Regions from separate parts of the Columba livia genome. Here region 1 is linked to region 2. A link is a contact called in public Hi-C data. All regions are on one chromosome and are shown on one strand. Each heading gives the region's core, a stretch centred on a gene start, on an enhancer-like site or on the middle of the called end of the contact. The rest is flanking DNA. Distances are from core to core; before and after follow the strand shown. Region 1 holds the start of TBL1X (transducin beta like 1 X-linked). Region 2 overlaps TBL1X (transducin beta like 1 X-linked).

Region 1 (3,745 bases), core at 1,208-3,707, 160 kb before region 2:
TGCTCAGAGCCCCGTCCAGCCTGGCCTGGAATGTCTCCAGGGACGGGGCATCTACCACCTCTCTGGGCAACCTGGGTCAGTGCTTCACCACCCTCATTGTAAAAAACTTCTTCCTGGTGTCTGGCCTGAATCTTCCGTCATTTAGTTTAAAACCATTACCCCCTGTCCTGTTGCAACAGGCACTGTTAAAAAGTCTGTCCCCACCTTTCTTATAGTCCCCTTTTAAATAATGAAAGGCTGCAATAAGGTCTCCTAGAGAGAGAATGCAGGAGTGGGAATGGTCCCAGCCTCTTTACTGGATGACCAAGCCTCAGAAGCTACACAGGTCTTGACTTGCAAGCATTTTCTGACGAGCTTACTTCATTTGTAAGCCCATAGCACTTTAAAAGCAAGCAAATAAGCAAAAAGCACAAGAAGTAAAAATTCAGTGCCGTCTCACTATAAATCTGGAGAGGGTTTCTGTTTGTTTACATTGTCAAGTAATAAGAACCTAATGTAGGTTTTATTTTTGAAAAAAAGTGGAATGGGAGCTTATTTAGAACATTAGACATTTGTTGGTATGTCAGCTTAAGCGCTGATGGCCTTGTGCTGCAGTCTCTAGGCTCCAAATACGAAAATGAATCACATGAGCCCGCAATAACATTTCCCAGTGTTTCGAGAGTTCTCGTTTCAACACATACGTGAATGTATGTAGCAATGATCTTTGTTGTGCTGCCTTGGATTACATCATATTTTTCCATATGTACGCTTGGCGACAGCACATACGTAGGCTTTGGGCTAAATGTATAATGAGCAGGAAATTCCCTTTAATGTCAAAATAAGACCAAAAAAAAAAAAAAAAGTGGAAAGGTCATTTAGAGGAAACAAAAAAAATCAAAACCACGACAATAATAAATACGACTTTCGGTGCCGAGCGAGTCTCGCTGTCACCGGGATCAGCCCACCGAGGCAGACACCCAGGCAACATCCAGATAATCTTATTATTTGCATGACATTAGCCATGAGGCCGAGGTGGGGGTTGGGCGGGGAGGGGGGGGAGGGGGGGTTCGCGGAGCTGCAACCACCACCAACAAACGCGGCGGCTCCCTGCAACCGGCCGGAACCCCACTCCAGCGCTGTGGAGGTACGAGCCGAGGTCGGGGGGGCGCCGGCCCCGGGCCCCGCTGTGCTGGGGGGCGGCGGGCAGGTGCGGTCCCAGGGGCTGGGCCCGGTGCGGCGAGGCTTTTTGTTTTTGCGTGCGCAGCTACTCGTCGCCGCGCGGTAGCGGCGCGGCGGGGCACTGCGGAGCGCGGTAATGATGTCAACTTGTTATTTACTTTCCAACCCCGAATGACTGAGCAGGGCGAAAGGAGAATCAATCAGCCGCCGGGTGACCCTCCAGGCGGAAAAAAAAACACGCCGCGGAGGGGGAGGGGAAAGCACATGGAGCCCGGGCCGCGTTGCATCATCCGCCCGGCGCGGAGCTGCGCGGCGCTACCGCCGCCCGTGGGGGTGGGGAGGGGGGGGACGGAGCGGGCACGACGGAGGCTGCAGAGAGGCAGCGTGTCTGTCCGCGGGTGCTGCATTCCCACCGGCGGGCAATAAAGCCCGTTTTCTGCTGATTCACAGCTATGGAGGCCGCGTCAGCCCCACCAACCCCCCAGCGCCCCGGGGGGTGCTGCCCGCAGCCCGGCCTGTGTGTGCATCTCCGGCGGCCCCAGGGAGAGAGAGGAGCGGGGACCGGGAAGCACGCGTTGTGCCGGGCCAGGGAGCGCAGCGTGGCCCCGTGTGGGCCGTTGCACCCTGTGCGAAACAAAACGTCACAGTAACCGATAATAACGATGCGTTCCTCGTGTTTTATGTGCGTGAGGCAACGTGCCTCCGGCTCCATGTCGGGTGGCCTCTGCGGGGGCCTTTCCGTGCACCCCCGCCAGCCCCGAGCTTAAATCATAAATAATAATAGCGATGGTAACAGGCGCTGCCCAGCGGGCCGGCAGCAGCGTGTGCCAGGGCCCGGGTGGCTGCTGCGGGCGCTGTACGTGCGTGGGGGAGGGCGGCCGTGGGCAACGCGTGCCCCCAGCCGCGCGGGGCGGCTCTGCTGCTGGCTGCCGGCCCTGCACAAGGTTAACGCCGCCGCACCGCTCGGCGGGCTGGGGGAGGGTGCAGGTTGTCCTCCGTGTGCGTGGGGGTGTATGTGTGCTTGGTTTGTCACTGGGTTTCTGTTACGGGTTGGGGGGGCGTGAAAGCACAACAATACTGAAAATAACGCGTGGAAGCGAGCGGCAGGAGTTACCTGAGGGCACCCCGAGGGGCGTTGGCGGCGCTGGGGACACCCGCTGTGTCTCGAGTTGCGTGTCCCCGTGTGCCTGGGGGTGCGCGGGACTCAGGTGGGGGAGGGCGCGGCAGGTTCGACCACCCCCTCCCTCACTCCCGGTCTCTCTTCACCCCACCGGACTCCGCCGCTCGACCCCCGGTGTCCCACCCCCCACCTTCCACCCGCCCTCCCCTCCCTGCCTCCCGCCCGGTAGTGGTGGCGGCGGCGGCGGGCCCCGGGTGCGGCCGGTTCCCCCTCAGCGCCGCGCTCCCGCCGCCGCCGCGCGCCCGCACCGGCCCAACCATCGTGTGTCCCCCCCCAACCCCCCCGCCACCCCCACCCCGCCGGCTGAGCCGTGCCGAGCGGCGGCACCTCCTGACCGCCATTCCGCCCCAAAACTTTCCGTTTTCCCCTTCCCACTCTCCGGGACTTCCTTGTGCCGCCTGTGCGCGCGGAGGGGGAGGAGGAGGCGTGTGCGGCGGCGGCGGCGAGGGGGGATTTACAGTCTCCTCGCAGGCTGGCCGGGACCCCGGGGGAAGAGGAGTTGCACCATGCGCGGCAAGTGAGGGGAAAGTCTCCGCCAGCGCCGCCCGCAGAAGTTGAGGCTTTCCCCCCGCCGCCCGCGGGAGCTGTGCCTTTAACGCCCGCTGAGCGAGGTGAGTTTCCGAGGCGGATTATTCATCCTGGTGTGTGTGTGTTTTCCTCTCTCTTACGCGCGGAGAGGTGACAAACGTCCTTCGCCGGTGCAGCCCCCCGAACCCAGCCCGCCGCCCCACACGTCCCCTCTGCAGCCTGCCCTGGCTCGGCGGGCTGACCCGCCCGGGGAGGGGGGCTGGGGAGGAGAAGTGGGGGGTCGCTCAGCCGATGCCTGTTATGACGAAGTTTTTTTTTGAACTGGGGCGTTTTGGGGGCTATTTGGGTTTGTTTCGCGGGAGCGCTGGGCCGAGGTGATGTGTTCAGGGCTGCCGTCTCTGTGGCGGGTGCGATTTCGTCTGCCCCCCGAGCGGGGCGAGAACCCATTGACCCACCCCGGGGTGGGGAGGGCAGTTTGTGGAGCGGCTCCCTAGTCCTGAGATAGTATTCTAATGCATCATTTTTTCCTTTAAAAAAAAAAAAAAATTGCTCGGTGGGGGGAAAAATGCGAGGTATTCACGCTCAAGTGTGGAGTTTGCAGAGCCCGGGTGGGGGAGGGGATCTCATTCATCGCCAGGGCTTGAATCAGCAGCGGGCGGAGGGGCCGGTCGCTCCCGTACATGGAAGTTTACTTCCAAGTAGGTAAACAAGTTAATCCCCCCCTCGCCCCCCATCTTTCCCCCCACACCCCGGTGATGTGCGCTGTTGCCCGGCCCGTTACTGGGGCTGGAGGCTGATGGAGGGGGCGGGGGTGCTGCCGGGGGAGCCCCGGGGGTGGCACTGGGCGCTGCGGGGGGAGCGGGGTTGCAGACCTGTTGC
Region 2 (3,779 bases), core at 6-2,505:
GTGCCATGAAGGCAAGGTAGTGTTGTGAAAGGAGAGGGCAGAGGCTGTTACCAGGAACAGGAGAAAAACAGTGGTAAAATAAAATGTGTAGGGGGAGAGAATCACAGAGAAATAATTTCAAATGTGGGAGGCATTCTGTTTCTCGGGCTTGTTTTTGCTATCTATCTGCAATCATAATTGAGCTAGCTGCAAAAAAAAAGATCCCGAAAACAATTTGAGTGAGAGAAAGAAAGCATTGCTGTGGAGCGAGCCCAAAATCCCGTCCTCCAGCCCACACACAATTGGACATTGCAGTGATACGGGGGAAATCCCTTAACGGACAAAACTATAAATGAAACTACTGTTGACAGGGGGAAGAGGCACAGCTATATTTAACGGAAGCATTTTCATCTGAGAGCTGCTTTCTTTTTTCTTTTTTCCTTTTTTTTTTCTTCTCTTGTCTAGTCGGTGGAGGCTGCGAGGGCTCTTCCTGTTTGAGACAGTGCATGGGTGGTTTCCCCAAGGCTTTTAATGTTAGATTAATGCTCTGGAGACAGTGTGGTGATAAATGGGTTCCTACAGTTATATCTACATCCTGTTCCCCCATCCCCCTCCCGCATCTGCCCCTGCTACGTTCATTCGCTCCATGGCGCTCGCCCTCGGGCCCAGCAACAGTTCTGAGCAGCTTCAGACAGTGTTTAAGGCACCACTCTTGAAAATTTCTCCACCAAAATTCTCTAATTTTCAGTGCCATCACCTTCATTACCCCCTTTTTCTCAGACAATGACAGAAATGAAACGGGGAAGAGAAAATCTTCTGACTAAAGGACAGTCCACCACACTGGCTTGTCATCTGCTCCTTGGCAGATCCCAGTGAATTATTTTTGCTATTAGTCTTCACTTTCAGAAAACAGGTTTACAGGAGCGGCTCTTCAGTTTTTTTCATGTTTTAATGGCAGTGCTCTGCATGTCACACTGTACTTAACAATAAATAAGCAGAAGATTTCAAATCTCTTCCCTCATACGAGGGAATGGCTCTCCTGTGTCAGCTGCATCTATGCCTTGATTTTATACAACTTGCACGCTGATAGGGATTTAAGTATTTATCTTTAGAAAACACCCAGACTAAAATGCAGCAAGGGGAAATGCAGATTTGAGGCACTTCTTTTTAGCTGGACTTGCCCCAGTGGCTATTCCTAATTTTGTGTCTGTGTGTGTGTGTGGTTTTGTTTTCAGTTAGTGCAGTTCTCTGGTTATTTCTTGCTGCGTGCATTTCCATTTCTATACAGCTTCCCCTATACGTACAGGGCAGGGGGATGGGCGGCGGCAGGGTGGTCAGGATGGCTCTGGTTAACCTCCCCGGCTCTGTGCAGCCCACGTCCTTCTGCTTACGCGGCAGCGTCTCTCAGATCTCTGAGCGGGATTATTTTTAGACCGTGAAGCGAAGGTGTATCTGGCTCTGGTGCACTGAGATTTCGTGTCATGGCTTCCTTTTCCTGCTCTCAGGTTTCTCCCACTCGGCCTTCACCTTCGGTATCGAGAGCCACATCAGCCAGTCCAACATCAACGGAACGCTAGTGCCACCTGCCGCACTCATCTCCATCCTCCAGAAGGGGCTCCAGTATGTGGAGGCTGAGATCAGCATCAACGAAGTAAGTACCCCCATCGCCTCCACCGGCACTGCCACCACCACTGGCACCTCTGACTGGCACACCGGGGCTTGCCAAACAACACGTCCCAATGGCCCAGAGACTCAAGCCATCAGCTTTCTCTTGATCTGATTTCATTTTGTTCCTCATACTTTGCCCCACCCCCAGCAGAGAGCTGAAAAGCTCTGAGATAGAACTGTATTTCAATTTTCAGCTATGGCATTGAGGTCTCCTTTGCACTACTTAAATTGGTTTGGTTTATGGTGTTTCCACTACCGCAGTCAACAGATCTGGGGTGCACAGATTCTTGCAGCAGGCATGTCTCTGTGTTTACAGCCTTGTGTTTTCAAGGTCACAGCAGAATTTGGCAGGAAAAGCCTGCAGTGTAGGTTAAATCTTCACTCCCTGACACCTGCTAGCGGGCAGACCTGGCTTGCAAGCCATGAGCAAACATCCACAGAGGTCACTAGAGACATCCTCTCTGATTTCATTGACTTTGGCTCAGATCACGTAAGACCAGGCATCCATCCTCTCATGTGCGTAGCGAAGTGGTTGTGTGTAAATTCTGACCCTGGCTGGGGCACTGCCTGTGGGGGCTGGATGAGCAGCCACAATGTGCCTCTGTTGTCCTTGACCTGCCAGGGGAAAGAAAGAGGACACGACAGCATTTTTGCCCTGCCAGCCTTAAAGGCATGATGCTTTGAGAGGGAGTGAAGCATGACAGATAAGGAAGTACAACATTACAAAATATTTACCATAGATATTCATAATTGCCAAAGATCTGTAATAAATATTAATACATAAAAAGCTATTCCTTTTTCCTCTTAAGCTGAATGTAACATGTGAAACATGATGGGTGAGAACAAAGGAATATAAAATAGAGAAAAGGTTGTATTGTTTGCCATGTGTAATATTGGAAACTGATTTGTTTTTATCACTAATGTTCTGTGTGGTTTTCTTTTTATGACCCAATACCACGTTTAGGGTTTGTGCACATTATTTTTTAAATGTGGCAAGGACTTTTGCCATTCATGCCAGGCTGCTCTTTGATGCAGTTGTGATAACAAACCAGTGTTAGGAGTCTGTCCCAATTTTTCCCTGTGCCTGAAATTGGAGCTACACAGTTAGAAACTTTCAGCCGTGAGCAGCACCCATCAGCTCAGGTCATATGACAGCTATAAGGGTCAGCTCCTCCACATCCAGCTTCAGAATTGGCCTCAGTTCAGAGAATGATCTAAAAATATGTGTGTTGTCACCATTAAGATTTGTGTTGCTGTCATCATATTCCTTAAGAGCAGCGAGTAATCAGTGAGTCCATAAACTAATGTGTATAAAATTAAAGTGTTGTTTGTGAGCTGTGAAGGGCCAGTCATGGAAGGAGTCCAGCAAGCAGTTTTAAAGTTAAAAACATAAGATGCCAAAATCCTCTGGCAAATGGTTTTTTCATTGCGCAGCAAGGACTCGAGCCAGGATTCAAATAAATGTTTGTAGAGACATTTACATAAGAAATGTTGAGGAGAAAGAGAGCTTATATTTTTCTTCTCTAATAACTTCTTCCTCCTTTTTCTTTCCCATGAAGAAACAAATGTGTATAATCTTAATATTGTAACTGTAAGCGGTAATTCAATGAATAGTCCAGCAGAAGCCTGCTGGTCAGCCAGACTGCTATTTTTCTGTATTAGTTATTATTGTCTATTGAAAATTATATTGTTTCCCAGCCACTTCATCTATCCATTGCCTAATCTTAGCTACTGTTCCTCAAACAAAATTTTTCACTGGGTCTTGATTATTTCAAAGAATTAAAGGAAATTTGCAGAAGATCAGTAAAATAGCACTTTATGGCGGCTACTAAAACCTTTTTCCTGTATTTAAGGTAATAGGAAAGTGAAAGTGAAGGAAAACTAATTAGATATAGCAGTTGTTGACCTGAGTCTATATTACATCTTAAAAAACAGCCCTTAAAGGTTAAGTCAACTGGTTGTTAAACATGAAGCCTAGTTTACAGAAATCAAAATAAAAGCCATAACTATAAAGAATAAAACGAGCAGAGTAAAGGAAAAATAATGGTAAAGCTGTCTTGTACAATCAGCTACAACTGGTGGTGCTGGGCTGATGAATGCTGTGTAAGAAATCACTGAATTCGTGCATACAT

What was found. Hi-C and Micro-C count contacts between places; a contact is called where the count stands out from the background.
Region 1: a Hi-C map of crop shows a contact between it and region 2, with 2.7 times the contacts expected there. The contact joins the promoter of TBL1X here to the enhancer-like site in region 2. A contact is called at or near these places in 2 of 2 Hi-C or Micro-C datasets (crop and liver).

The regions. Positions count from the first base shown.
Region 1 is chr1:113,381,135-113,384,879 of bColLiv1.pat.W.v2, reverse strand. TBL1X (transducin beta like 1 X-linked) reads left to right here and starts at 2,457. Exons shown (of 16, transcript XM_065073658.1): 1 at 2,457-2,949. It overlaps LOC110358824 (a long non-coding RNA gene), which reads right to left and starts at 1,880. Exons shown (of 5, transcript XR_002413586.2): 1 at 1-1,880.
Region 2 is chr1:113,216,742-113,220,520 of bColLiv1.pat.W.v2, reverse strand. It overlaps TBL1X (transducin beta like 1 X-linked), which reads left to right. Exons shown (of 16, transcript XM_065073658.1): 4 at 1,485-1,630. Among named protein-coding and RNA genes, the nearest start is that of GPR143, 68 kb to the right of the region's middle. Within about 2 kb of position 1,255, at least 2 of the 3 cell types and tissues checked have an H3K27ac peak away from gene starts, as active enhancers do.